Regions from separate parts of the Rattus norvegicus genome. Here region 2 is linked to region 1. A link is a contact called in public Hi-C data. All regions are on one chromosome and are shown on one strand. The core of a region is the stretch at or near the end of the contact, and the rest is flanking DNA. Distances in the headings are between cores, read along the strand shown. Region 1 holds the start of Baiap2l1 (BAR/IMD domain containing adaptor protein 2 like 1). Region 2 overlaps Baiap2l1 (BAR/IMD domain containing adaptor protein 2 like 1).

Region 1 (6,683 bases), core at 666-3,165:
AGCAGTCCAAGTAGCTTACACATAAAGTAAAATGTTTTAAAAAAGTACAAAGACATGCCAGGAGCCACATACCTACATAGCCTCTGTAAGACGAAAGGACAGACATCCTAAAGGCCTCAGCTGACCAGGGGACTGAGGAAATGGGTCATCTTGTAAAGTGCTTGCAGTGCAAAACATAGGGACCTGAGTTTGATCGAGCCTCAGAACTCATGTAAAAAGCTACACACAGTATACATGCTCTGGTAATTCCAGTGCTGGGGAGGTAGGAGACAGGCAGATCCATGGGGGCTTGTGGAGACTTGAGAGCTGTCAGTCTACTTCAGTAAGAGATTCCCCCCAAAAAAATAAAAATAAAAGAATAAAAGAGCATATCGGCTAAGGAATGACTCCAAGGTTAGCTTCTTGTAAAACACACACACACACAAAGGAAAAAATTTCAGGAACAAAGGAAAAAATTTAACAGTCTTGTGATTTACACAGTTGTAAGGCATGGGATTTTTATCTTATTTTTTTCTCCATCTTTATTAACTTGGGTATTTTTTATTTACATTTCAATTGTTATTACCTTTCCCAGTTTCCAGACCAACATCCCCCTAGTCTCTTCCCCCTCCCCTCCTATATGGGTGTTCCCCTCCCCATCCTCCCCCCATTATCGCCCTCCCCCCAACAATCCCGTTCACTGGGTGTTCAGTCTTGGCAGGACCAAGGGCTTCCCCTTGCACTGGTGCCCTTACTAGGCCATTCATTGCTACCTATGCAGTTGGAGCCCAGGGTCAGTCCATGTATAGTCTTTGGGTAGTGGCTTAGTCCCTGGATTAACATATTCTTAATGTTCTGTTATTTCAGTAATCAGATCTTGACGTTAGTTATGTTTGACACCCCGAAACTTTCAAAATTGCAACCCCTTTGCTCCATGGAGGAGCTGTGCCCTGTGGACCTTCAATCAGGGAAATCGATTCGTATGAGGTATGTGGAAGTTACTCAAAAGCAGAGAGCTTAGAGGATTCACCAGTGGAGGATGTGGGCCTCGAGTTTTCAGAGCCAGCACTTTGTGGCGGACACTAGACCTAGGAGCCCAAAGGTCCAGGTCTAAAAGAGACCACAGTGTAGGGGCTTGGCTGGAATTCTGGGAGGCCCGAGAGAGGGCGCTCCGAGATATTGCCTCCACCCCCAAACCTTAGCTTAGATGGCCTGGTCCACTGGGCCCATTGGTTCCAGAGCCTTTTCGAGGGCATCCTCCAACATCCCAGTACTGTTCCAGCCTCGCCCACCAGGTTGCTCAGCCACACCCACCACGAGGAAGACCCTTCCATTCCATGCCTGCCTCAGCTGGGGCTACCCAAACCACTCCTTCCTCACTTCAGCACCGCCCATCAGTCTGCTGGACCGCGCCCACCGGCTCAACTCTGCCCGGCCACTCTGGCGAATACAGCTAAGAGCTACTTCGTTCCCTCCAGCTCATTTAGTTTCGGCCACGCCCGCCCACCATCTAGGCCACGCCCACCAGCCCATTTCTGGCGGGGTAGGGGGGAGTTCCCTCCCCTTGGCTTCTCCCTCCTGTTGGCCTCTCAGCCCCCACCCCCGCTCCTCAGCTGAGGCCAATCAGTCCTGCGCGCTGGCCCGGCTTCTGCTCCGCCTAGCAAGCCTCTAGGCCACGCCCACCTAGCGTAACAAGTCTCTTCCCTGTCCCCCCCCCCGACCTCCCCCTCGACCCCCCACCTCCCACCCCCATGTTGCCCCAACAGATCGTCCCTCCCACCAGGCTGCCTCTCTGTGAGGCCGCCCCGCCCACTCCAACTCACTCTGCCTAGACCACGCCCACCTCAGGTGGGGCTGTCCCGCCCTCTGGCCGTTCAGCCCCGCCCACCCCGCCCGCCTCAGGTGGGGCTGCCGGTCCCTTTGCTAGTCCCAGGCTCGGCAGGCTACGTTTACCTCACAGCTTCTCACAGAGCGAAGCGCCGCAAAGTTTTGACATTTTGGCAACGGAGACGCACACTGGTTCTCTCCGGCTGACAGCTGTGGCGGCAGCCGACTCCCGAGGGCCGCTCAGTCGCAAGCCCTAGGTTCTCCCGCCGCCCGCAGTCCGGAGGCCACGAGGCCCCGCCGCGTCCTCCCGCGCTCGCCCTCCCGGAGGCTGCACCATGTCTCGGGGGCCGGAGGAGGTGAACCGGCTCACGGAGAACACGTACCGGGTAAGTGTGGGACTTTGCGGAGTTCGAGACCGGAGAAGGGAGATCTGGAAACCTGTGGTTCCAGGCTGAGGGCGGAGGCTGGGAGGCCCAGAGACTTGGGGAGTCCAGGATTCCAGGCCAGGAACGTGAGCCCCGCCAAGCAGCTGACCATTGTCGCCAGCGGGGTAGGCGATTCGGGATTCTTTTTCACTTTTGAGATAAAGTGCGGACTTTACATGATAAGGGTCTTCTCCCCTTCCCCCTTGGGCCCTCGGAGACTCCCAGGGACCCATGGGGAACGGGGATTGGAGACGTGGAAGACAATCTGCGGAGTCCCCGAGAGGTTCTTGTCCTCCCCCAACTTCTCTTTGTGATCAGTGACTATGCTGGTCTGACCGCTGGGGCTAAACCCTCCCCAGATCCAAAAGAGAAAAAAAGAGACAAGCTCGAGTTTCCTCGGAGAAAAGAAAGCGCTCAAGAATGTAGGGGAGAAACTCCTCCGTAATTAGGAATCCATCGCCAGGTGAGCCTGGCTCCCTCAGCTCAGGGAATTTTCTAGGCTGCCAGGGAATCTGCTCTTGGGAAGACCTTTGAAACGCCTTCCCCCTCTTGGACTCTTTCACACAGGAGCTTTTAGTTCAACTTGGCTTTTCTTTTGATTACTTTTTTGTTTAGTGTTTTGACAATTTTATATATCTATATACAATTATTATGAACATGTTTGCCCGTAGTTGGACTTTTCCTACGTCGATGATCTGGGGAGGTTATTGGAGTCAGAGAGCCCTGAGATTTTAATAAGAATTGACTTAAGCTGACAGAACGTGTGGTGATTGGTCGCTAAACGTGCATGTTATGTGAGAGAATTTTTCCAGAAACAGACATGGGATTAGTGGCCAGTTTAGTAAGTTTAAGTACTTATAAATGAATTCCATTTGAAATGAGATATGCGTTTAATCATCTGCTATTAATAGAATACAAAACAACTTTTGTTTTAATTCCACTTAGGCCCATTGAACCCCTGAGATTTAAAGTTCTCTAAATTTTCTTGTAGTCATGATTAAAAGCCACTCTTTGGCCATTTTTCTAGATTTTTTTCCCCCTAAAATTGAGTTTCTAGATTTGCAAGGTCTGAGTTCTGCAATCAGAGTTTATTGAGTTGCTGGGAAATCATTTTAAAGCAGCATAAACATATTTTCAGAATTCATTGTAGCTCCAAAATTTATTCACCCCTCCATGTGTGTACTAGAATACTTATTCTAGATAGACAAAATAGACTGTATTATTGTGATTTTGAAGGCTCATGACTGTGGCCAAAACCTGTACCTATTGGTGTGTTTCCTTAAATAAATGGCAATTTTTAGAAATGCCAGAAATTTGAACGTTTAAAGCCTTATATTTGGATTGACATTGTTCGCACTTAAATGATCTGAAGAGGGTAGACCTGGAGGTGTGGGGTGCTAACAAAGTACGGAAGTGAAATAACATAGCATGGGGGAGACAGGCTCTTCAGATGATAGTTAAGGAATGGAGGTTATTTATTGGAGTTTATGCTTGGAATCCGAGCATCTGCTTCAGTGGAAAACACAGGCGCAGTAAAGTTTCTCGAACACAACTGATTGTTTATCTTGCCGGTCTGGAAAGAAAATGTCAACTTGACAAGCAATCAGATGCCCTAAGTAAACTGCTCTTTTTCTCACTTCTGACTGAGAAACCTTTGGTTGGGGTGTGGGCAGGCAGATTACAGTACCACAAATATGAACCACTTTGGCATGTCTTTCTACCCACAGAAATGGAGCAAGAGGAAAATTGGTGATTTTGTTGTTTTGGTTATCCGCATTTGTAGACATAAGGCATCTAGTAAGTCTTTTTTGGCATGTTTTGTTTTTCTTTATTTAAAGACGAGGTCTGGCTATGTAGCCCTAATTGGCCTGGAATTTGATATGTAGACCAGTTTGACCTCAGATTCAGAGATTCAAAACAGTGTAACTCCTAGCTATTTTGTTGTTGTTGTTGCTTGTTCCTCCTCCTCCTCCTCCTCCCCCTCCTCCTCCCCCTCCTCCTCCCCCTCCTCCTCCTCCTCCTCCCCTCCTCCTCATCCTCCCCCCCTCCCCTCCTCCTCCTCCTCCTCCTCCTCCTCCTCCTCCTCCTCCTCCTCCTCCTCCTCCTCCTCCTCCTCCTCCTCCTCCTCCTCCTCCTCCTCTTCTTCTTCTTCTTCTTCTTCTTCTTCTTCTTCTTCTTCTTCTTCTTCTTCTTTCCTGAGATACTCTTGTGTATGTAGTCTAGGCCAGCTTCCTGAGAGCTCACTATGTATCCCAGGCTGGCCTCACCTCCTCAGTGCTGGGATTGGAAGTGTATACTACCATACTAGCTCCTTTTCAGTTTTGAGAGGTAATAGATTGAAGATCAGAGACCAGTGTGTTATTAGTATCCATTCCCAAGTGTTGAAATATTTCAAAAACTTGCTAAATGTCAATTGATTTTAGCCAGCATTTCCTTGTTAATAATTTGGGGTCAGGGTTTTTTGTTTTGTTTTGTTTTTGTTTGTTTTTTTATGTGAAGATAATGGGATTTAAAAAAAAAAAGTCACAGCACTAGACCTGAGGTTTCTATATCTATAAAACAAAGTGAAGGCTGCTAGCCCATAATTTGACTTTAAAGACATGCACATTTACGGGGGTGATTGGAAGCCTGAAAAGCCTTTTATTTTAATCCAGGCTAAAAACAATTTAAATGCAATATTGCAAAAATTCTACTGACAGTGTTGATGAATGGCGTGCTTTTAAAAACAGATTTCTTTGTGTTACCTGGCAATCTACAATATTTTACTAATAGAAATACAGTCTAACCAGGTGCGTTTACAAAGGCCACCTGCAAATGAGATTTGGTGTCTTGCCTCTCTGGGCTTTAGTTGTGTATGTGTGTTGTTTTTTTAATGCTCAGATATCTTTAAATAAAGGAATAAATTCTTTAGGGCAATGAAAGTTTGGCAAGGTGGTGTGATCCTCTGTGCAGTATCAGATAGCCCTAAATATATATTAATACACTGGCATAGTTTTAAATGTACTTAGACAAATGATTTCTGGATATCCACGCTAACTCCCAGAAGGATGTTATGTTTTACTGTTTCATAAACAATCAGCCCCAAAAGAAAAAATACTGTTGCTAATTTGAGTTTAGCCAAAGATACCAACCTCCTTCCCAGGCTTAGCCTATAGTGTGCCCAGAATTTGCCCTCGAAAGCTTTCTTGTGACTTTCTCATGCTTTTCTGATAAGAGCTTGCTTTGGTAGGTAAGGATGAAATAAAGTTCCAAAAACTTTGCTTAAGAGGAACCCCAACCTTCCTAACAGGGTTTGAAAGTCTTAGGAGATTGAGGAAGAATGGATGTACTATCACCCAAGGACATCCTACCTGTGCTCATCTTAATAAGGAGTGGAAGAGAAACGTGGCACTCTCAGGACAAGGGAAAGGGCCACAGACACAATCTTTATCCAGTGCCACAGACATAGTAAGGTGGGTTCTGTTAAAGAACTAAGGTGCAGTATATACAACTTTGGGAAACTATGTATGTGAAAGCTGGAGACGTGGTTCAGCATTTACTGCTCTTCCAGGGGACTTGAATTCTGTTCCTAGCATCCACAGAGGATGGCTTACAACTGCCTGTACCTCCAGTTCGAGGGGATCTGATGCCTCTGGTCTCTGAGGGCACCTGTGCGCTCTCTCTCTCTCTCTCTCTCTCTCTCTCTCTCTCTCTCACACACACACACACACACACACACACACACACACACACACACACACACACAACGTAAGAGAATAAGAAGGAAATGATGACTCTAGGACAGACAAAACCAAATGTATAATAGGTTTTAAAAAAAATGAACAGACATTTAGCATCAATCACAACTTTAAAAGTTCTAAGATTGTCATCCTTTTCAATCTTCACAAAATTATTTATGATACCACGAAAACAGTTGAAAGTGGTGGCGTATGTGTGTATACACATGTGTTCACATATGTGTGTAGGTGGTGGAGAACAAGGGGCTGCATCAAGGGTCTTCCTCAATCACTTTCCACCTTATTTTTGAGACATGATCTCTCCCTGAACTTGGAAGTTTACCATATTGGCTAGACTGACTGGCTGGCTAGTGACTGGCTGACTGGCTGGCTAGTGAGCCCCAGATACACTCCTGCCTTTGATTCACCAGTCCTGGGATCTCAGGCACACACCGCCGCCTCTAACTTTTTACATGGTCGATGGGAGTCTAAAGTTCTTACGATTCTAGAAAAACACGTTACCACTGAGTCATTTGCCACCCTCTGACTCAGGAGACAGGGAGACAAATGGCTCTCGGTGAGTTCAAGCACAGCCTGGTTTGTAAAGTGAGCTCGGGGCAGCCAGAGCAACACAATAAGACCCCATCTCAAGGGCGAAAATAATACAATAAAATGTTTCACATAAAGCAGTCAGTAAATGTCAGCTTTTCAAGAAGGCCCATTTATTTCACTCTCT
Region 2 (7,348 bases), core at 2,910-5,409, 65 kb after region 1:
GCCTTGTCTCTCTTCAGATCTTTTTTTCTTAGTGTGTCTAATTTGTTGATGAAAATTGAATATAATATACCAGGTAAGAGGAAGATAGTCCTTTGGTGTAAATTCTTTTTTTTAGTCTGGCTAGGAGTTGGGATATATTTAAGGTTGGGTGTAGCTATTATAACTGTGACAGAGGCTTTTTTTTCCTCCTCGGTTGTCATTCCTCTCTACAGAGGCTGGCAGCTGTAACCCAGGTCCTTTCCTGGCTCTCTGCTGACCGCTTGTGTAATAAAGTTTTGGGAAAGGAAAGCTTCCTTCATCTTCAGCAGGAATCTCTGATTGTTTGTGGATGTTTCAGACAACCCTGAACCTGACCTTTGGGAGAGATTCTTCGCCTTTCTTTGCCCTTTATGTGAAAGCTTGAGAGGACCTGAGATTAATTGCCATTCCTAGGTCAGATAAGGCCTCATTGCTGCAGCTTGCCCTTGAAGGCCTCGGGATTCTGGGCCTATTTCACAATAGCAGCCGATCTCTGTTGTTGGAAGCCTGGAGGGCATTTTTTCTATCTTTACAGAAAGCAACCATTGGAACTGTGAAAGGTAAACTCTGGTAAGTAATGGGGACTCCTTAACAATGCTAAGTAATATTCTAAGTGTGCTTGGTGCTGAGAAGCCTGGCTGGGACCATCATATCTTTCTGCAAAAGCTTTGACCATGCCTGAGGCTTCCGCTTCGAGCTCTCTGTGGGGAATGAGAGTCACCATACTCTTTCCTCTCCAGCCTCCATCTTCTTCCCAATGATGCGCTCCACTACTGAGATCAGCAGCAGCTCTGAGAGGCTGACGTGCACAGCCTCTGCCTTTGGGCAGGTTTACTCTAGACTCACACAAAGTTAAGTTGCTTTTGTTCTGTTTTGAGTTTGTTTGTTCGTTAGGTTGTTTTTGTTGTTGTTGTTGAGAAAGCGTCTCTCTCTATATCTCTGGCTGTCCTAGAACTTATTACAGAGACCAGGCTGCACTTGAACTCGGAGTTCTTCCTGTCTCTGCCTTCCGAGTGCTGGGAGTAAAGGCATGCACTACCAACTCCCAGCTATGAAAAAATTAGTTTTAATTGTCCAGTGTCTAAAAGAGACACCTCCAAGAAGAGTATCTAGGTTTATAGTTATAATCTTTTTTTTCCAGTTTTTTGAGACACAATCCTATTTTGCACCAAACTCAAAACTCCTGTCTCAGCCTCCAGAATTCTGAGATTAAGGTGTGGGCAATCACTCCCCACTCTGACTGGACCCTTTTAAAAGGAATTTTTAAATTATTATTTTAAATTATATGTATGTGCTTTGAGGTGAGAGTAGGTACCCACAGAAGTCAGAGACCTCAGAATCCCATGGAGCTGGAGTTACAGGAGGTTATGGGTGGAGGGACCTGAACTCGGGTCCTCTGCAAGAGCGGTAATTAACCTAATTAACCCTCGAGCCATCTCTCCAACCTGTAGCTGCAACTTGTGTTTGACTCAGAGAACTATTCACCTTCAGGTCTTTGGCTATGCTGATCACTTCCTAAGGAGAAGGTTACCAGAGATCTTACTTTTTTTATTTATTTTTTTCTTTTTTTCGGAGCTGGGGGCCCAACCCAGGGCCTTGTGCTTGCTAGGCAAGCGCTCTACCACTGAGCTAAATCCCCAACCCCCTAGAGATCTTACTTTAAGTACAGCATAGGTGTCAACTCACCACAGTACACCTCTTTATCCCTCCATTTTCTCCAGCAGCCAGCACTGGACTCCCCAGGGCTGGGATGAAATAATCTGCATCGTTTTCCCCCTTCCTCCTCCTCCTCTTCCTCCTCTTTGACCTTCTCCAAAACTAAACAGGTAAATAAGGGGTCAGTAAGATGGCCCAGTAGGTAAAGGCCTGTACTGCTGACCTAAGTTTAATCTCCAAAACCCACATAGTCAAAGGAGAGAACAAACTCCAACCAAGTCGCCTTCTGACCTCCACATGTGCATGTGCGTGCACACACACACCAAGAAAATAAGTGTAAAGTTTTTTTTTCTTTTTCTTCTTTTTCTTTCTTTTTTTTTTTTTTTTCCTTCGGAGCTGGGGACCGAACCCAGGGCCTTGCGCTTGCTAGGCAAGCGCTCTACCACTGAGCTAAATCCCCAACCCCCCCAAGTGTAAAGTTTTAAGTCTAAGCAGGTGTGTTTCATTCAGCAAGAGTAGGTACTGTAAACCTGTTTTACACATCCTAAGTGGAGGTGGAGTCTGGACCAGGACCTTGAGGGATTTTAGGTGCCAGATCTTTGTCCTCACTAGAATACTATCCAAGCCATTCTGTATCTGGTGAGTATCAAACGTGAGCACACTGGTCACTTTCCTCTCATCTTTGCTGTAAAGGCACTGTCTGCTCTCTAGTTCATTTTGGATTTTTAAAACCATATCTGTTAACAAGAACCTTCGAGGAAAACGTCCAGGCTATGCAGTAGCTTCTTCCTCATCCTAACTGTACATCTCTCAGTGATTTTCCCTCCAACCACTCTTTCACAGGATGGTGGCAAAATGGTGATTTCCCAGGACTGGCAGCCTCCCCTCACTTACTAATTGGCACTTACATTTTCCTTTGAGCAGGAGCATCCGTTGCCCCCCAACACGATGTGCTGTGGTCTCCTAGATCCCTAGATCCTTTGATGACCTGTAGTTTGTTATGGCCGTTCACTGCTTTGATGCTCAGGTTAGAACACCCCATGTCTGACAAGTTGACTCTGTGACATGCCCCTCCATGTCATTTATTTGTTTATTTCGGGGAACACTGGCAGAGTAATTAAGGGATGTTACCTTCATTAGAACTGTAGGGCTTCGGTTGGTTAAGTCAAGGATGAGACTAAGCTCATCTAAACTCTGTTGCACTTCTATCTATGCTGTGATTTGTGAGGTTTTCCTTACTGTTGCTGCTCATTTGGTTAAATCGTTGGTTGGAATATCGGGGGCTTTTTTGCTTGTTGTGTGTGTGTGTTGTTTTTTTCAAGGCAGAGTTTTTCTGTGTAGCCCTGGCTGTCCTGGAACTCACTTTGTAGACCAGGCTGGCCTTGGACTCAGAGATCCACCTGCCTCTCCCTCCCAAGTACTGGGATTAAGAAGTACTGCGCAGGGACTAAGCCATATTTAAGGACAGTAGATCATCCACCGTGTGGTGTGCTCCCGCACTGTGGTTAGGGGTGGGCAGTGTGGATCTAAAGCACCCCTGGTAGCTCAAGAGGACATCTGTGGGCTTGGCTTTTGCTGTCACTGTACTGATTAGGTTTTATTGCCCTTTATTTATTTTGCATGTGGAGGTCAAAAGAAAAGCTTTAGGAGTTGCTTCTTTCTTTCCTTCCACCAACTGGATCCCAGGGATTGAATTCAGCCGCCAGGCTTGGCAGCAAGGGCCTTTACCTTCTAAGCCCTCTTTTCAGCCCCCATTGTAGTTCCTCCTCATTACATTTGCTACCTGTAAAATGTCAGCAAAAACAGAGGGGCACACGCCTTTATTCCCAGCACCTGTGAGGCAGAGGCAGGTGGCTCTCTGAGCCCGAACCAGCCTACCTACAGATTGAATTCTGAGACAGCCAGAACCCTGTCTCAGGAAAGGAAAGGAAAGGAGAGGAGGGGAGGGGGGGAGAGGAGGGGAGGAGAGGAGGGGGTGAGGGGAGGGGAGGAGAGGAGAGGAGAGGGAAAAGAAAACCACTCAGAAAAACTAAACATTTTCCAAGCGATATTTTTGGTCATTTTCATTTTGATCCACACAGTGTGTCTTCAGGCCTGTAGTAAGTTGGTGTCATTTTATTATCTGATTCCACTTGTAGTAACACGTAGGAAGTGGCATGTGACTCAACCATTACTCGATGCTCTCTGGAAATAACAAATGTGTTGTAATTATCTGTGACCAGATATAAATGGAAAGAGCAGGGTTTGGTTCCTCTCTCTCTCTCTCTCTCTCTCTCTCTCTCTCTCTCTCTCTCTCTCTCATTCAGCATGTGTTCTTTGCTGCCTCTGTCCTTGGCAGGTTCCATCTGGCTGCTCCACATTCTCACTGTGAATTGGTGAAGACTTATCTCATGAAGTTTATTAATAGACCGGCTGGGTGTGGTGGTAAACCCAGCTTGTACTCCCAGCACTTGGAAGGTAGATGTAGGAGGAGTTAAGTTTGAAGACAGCCTTGTTACGAGAATAGTCAGAGAGCCTCTGGTGGGAGCTGGGGATGTAGCTTAGTAGAAGAGTGCTGGCCTCACAGGCCAGGCTCTGGGCTCCATCTTTAGTGCCAACACAGGGGAAGTCAACAGAAGTCTTCAAACAAAAAGTATCCCATATCAGTTCCGCTCTTTAAGTCTTATTATTTAACATTTTAAGGTGGCATTGCCTACTGGCCACATGCATAGTCTTCCACAGTATTGTTTTAAATACCTTCCTGAAACCTAGAGCAATGCTGTTTGCTGTTTGCCACTACTGCTATGTGCCCTGGCTTGGTTGAGTTCATGAATTTGAAATGTGTGCATGTTTCACCTAAATCCCTTTGATTTAGCCAGCACTGTGGCCCACGTGGGTGAGTACCTCAGTTCCATCGATAGCACTGGGAGGATGTTTAATTTTAGTAATAAATTCCCTATTATTGCCCCCCTTAAGAACCTAATTTATGGGGGCTGGAGAGGTGGCTCAGCGGTTAAGAGAACTGACTGCTCTTCCAGAGGTCCTGAGTTCAAATCCCAGCAACCACATGGTGGCTCACAACCATCTGTAATGGGATCTGATGCCCTCTTCTGGTGTGTCTGAGGACAGCTACAGTGTACTCATAAATAAATAAATCTTTATTTAAAAAAAAAAAAAAAGAACCTAATTTATTCAGATTGAGTCACATGAGTACAATGATGTGAATTTCTTCCTGAGACGTTGGCTCCCAACCTGAAAGGAGAAAGGAGAGGGTTGGTGCAGCTGGCAGAGTGCACTTCCTGTTGGGGCATGCGCTCTGTTCTACTCTGTCTCACCAGGGTTGTGCTTTCTCAGTTCCTCCCTCAGTATTCTCTGTCTTCTTCCTTCTCAAATATAATTCACAAAAATGTCGTTTAGAGCATGAGGAGTAAAAACAACACAGAAGCAGAGTGTTTTCCAACGGGAAGTGGCACTTGCCCAAACAGTAAATGTCCGTGGGCTGACCCCAAAGGCAGTTTTGTGATCCACTTCAAGGTACGCCTCGGCAGCTTGTACAGTCACAACTAAGGTGTGTTCCAGTCAGTTCTGTAAAACCAAGGACTCAGGAGTTATCCCCGGGAGGCCAGTTTTGAATTCCGCAGACCCGTGAGGGCCAAGACTAACAAGGTCAGGGGTTCCTATCTGACCACTGTGACTGTCCGTTTCATTGATCCTATCTACAGTGGCAGACACGCAAAGGAGTGTGAACGGTGGGAGCCCCTGTAAGGTGAGCCTGGCCGGCAGGGCAGAGTGTTGAGTTCAGAGCTGTGCGTAGCACACAGCACAGCGCTCCAGATCCACATTGAGTGGGGCTGCGGAAACACAGTTCAAGAAGGGCCATGTTAGAAAGAAACGTCACCGCTTGCAACAGAATGCTGATGGCTTCAGCCAAAATATTTTTAGATTTTCTTTCTAAGAAGATCATGACTTGCCAAGAACTGTATGCTTGGTTTTGAAATAATTGAAGCGTATTTTTTAAAATTCCCAACAAGGGATTGTTTATGGTTCAAAATCAACATAAAAGCAATTCGGAATGTTTTCATATCTGAAATGACAGAGTACTATACTTCTATTCCTGGCCAGGTGTCGGGCTTCTCCTGTAGAAGAGTCTGGTTTGATTTTTATATTGACTTGGAAATTTTGGATGGCATCATGGGGTGGGAAGCTGATGAACGTGATTGGTTAGAAAACACAAAACCGAAGTCCTTTCTGCCATAGCTCTCCTTCATCCCGCACATTGTCTGACTGGAACTTGTTAGGTTCACAGAGCTTAGGGGACAGTGTGTGTCCTTGGATCCTGTGACTTCTCCAGGTTATGTGCCTGTATAATAAGCAGTTCTCAGTGCCCACCATACCCAGGGTTACACAGCGCTTGTGTACAGAGGCCTTCAGTTTACAGCTCACAAGTCTGTTTATCTGGGACACTGTGGGAAGAACGGGGAGGCTGCCTGTTTTTTGCTTTTAGAAGGACCTCTGGCACCATGTAAAGTTGACCCTAGAGAGAACCCACTCCAGGGAAATGAGGACATGAGGCAGATAGGGAGTGGAGGAGACTCTGCTAAGAGACCCAGCAGCTGATCTGGGTGTGGACCACCTTCCCACTTCTGTTGAGTGGACTTGGGACACACACATCTGTGACTTCAGTTTGTCCAGAGTGCCATCTCCTCAGGGTAGGACAAGCACAGATGTGGGTGGGTAAGGCTCGTGTTCCTCCCAAGAGCTGGCCCACTTGATGGCACCAGTGCACAGTAAATGCCTGTTCTTCACGGGCATGACACGTAGGTGAGAGGTTGTCTACCGTGACTGGCTGCTGGGGTTAGGAGGGATAGGAGGCATGGTGCCGGAGAGTTCACTCTTACACAGAGAACACCAGGTCTGGCAGCACACTGGTTTCTGAGACGGAAGATGAGGGAGGAGGAGTGGCCTGGCAAGTCTGAGGAGCAGATGTCTGCAAATGCTCTTGAAAACGTGGTTGAGTCACTTGTACCCTGGTGACAGCTGAAGCCATGGGCTCTGTGCTCATTTTCCCTTTCCCCTGACCCTACCAGGGTCTTACCGTTTCATCCTTTCCCATCCACAGCTGGTCAGCTCGACATAAAAGTCCCTTTGGCTCTGGCTGGTGGCTATAAGGCAGTCCACCAGTACATTCCGTTGCGGCTTCCTATGCCGGTGGCAGCCATTCCCAATGAGTTCCTAGTTTCCAACTTGTAGTCATAAGACCTGTGTGGTTTCTGAGCTGGGTAGGATGACAGAGAAACTCTGGTCCGCCTTTATCAGAGGAAAGTGGCGGAGCTCAAGCACAGATCCCCAAGTGTACGAGAGCTGGCCTTGCAAGCCTGGTGGTCACCCTGCTTTTTGCTGGATGGAGGCTCCTTTGCCCTGGAATAGTCTCTGTTTCAGAGACTCCACAACATCCCAGGAGACCCAAGGCAGAACACTGTCTCTGCTGCAGTCTCCCTTGGTGCTGGTATTTTCCGAAACAAATACAGGAACTAAAATGAGAGAAAGAAGATGATTTTCTCTGTGGTTATCAGATAATCAGATTACTCTGGGGATTAGATAAAAATAAATCTTCTGTTCCTATAATTAGTTACTGTGATGAGTGAGTTCTCTTTTGTAAGGTGGTTACCTCACAGGGCTGGAGAAATGGCTCAGT

Evidence for each region. A called contact is a pair of places that touch in the nucleus more often than the background predicts.
Region 2: a Hi-C map of the A7r5 cell line shows a contact between it and region 1, with 2.1 times the contacts expected there. The contact joins the enhancer-like site here to the promoter of Baiap2l1 in region 1. A contact is called at or near these places in 3 of 12 Hi-C or Micro-C datasets (the A7r5 cell line, hepatocytes and liver).

The regions. Positions count from the first base shown.
Region 1 is chr12:15,362,239-15,368,921 of GRCr8, forward strand. Baiap2l1 (BAR/IMD domain containing adaptor protein 2 like 1) reads left to right here and starts at 1,916. Exons shown (of 14, transcript NM_001034140.1): 1 at 1,916-2,192. The coding sequence starts at 2,142.
Region 2 is chr12:15,425,197-15,432,544 of GRCr8, forward strand. The region is part of intron 3 of Baiap2l1 (BAR/IMD domain containing adaptor protein 2 like 1); the gene reads left to right. It also overlaps the pseudogene Ube2n-ps5. Among named protein-coding and RNA genes, the nearest start is that of Bri3, 34 kb to the right of the region's middle. Within about 2 kb of position 4,160, at least 14 of the 93 cell types and tissues checked have an H3K27ac peak or open chromatin away from gene starts, as enhancers often do. A contact at or near this core is called in the A7r5 cell line, where this site is marked.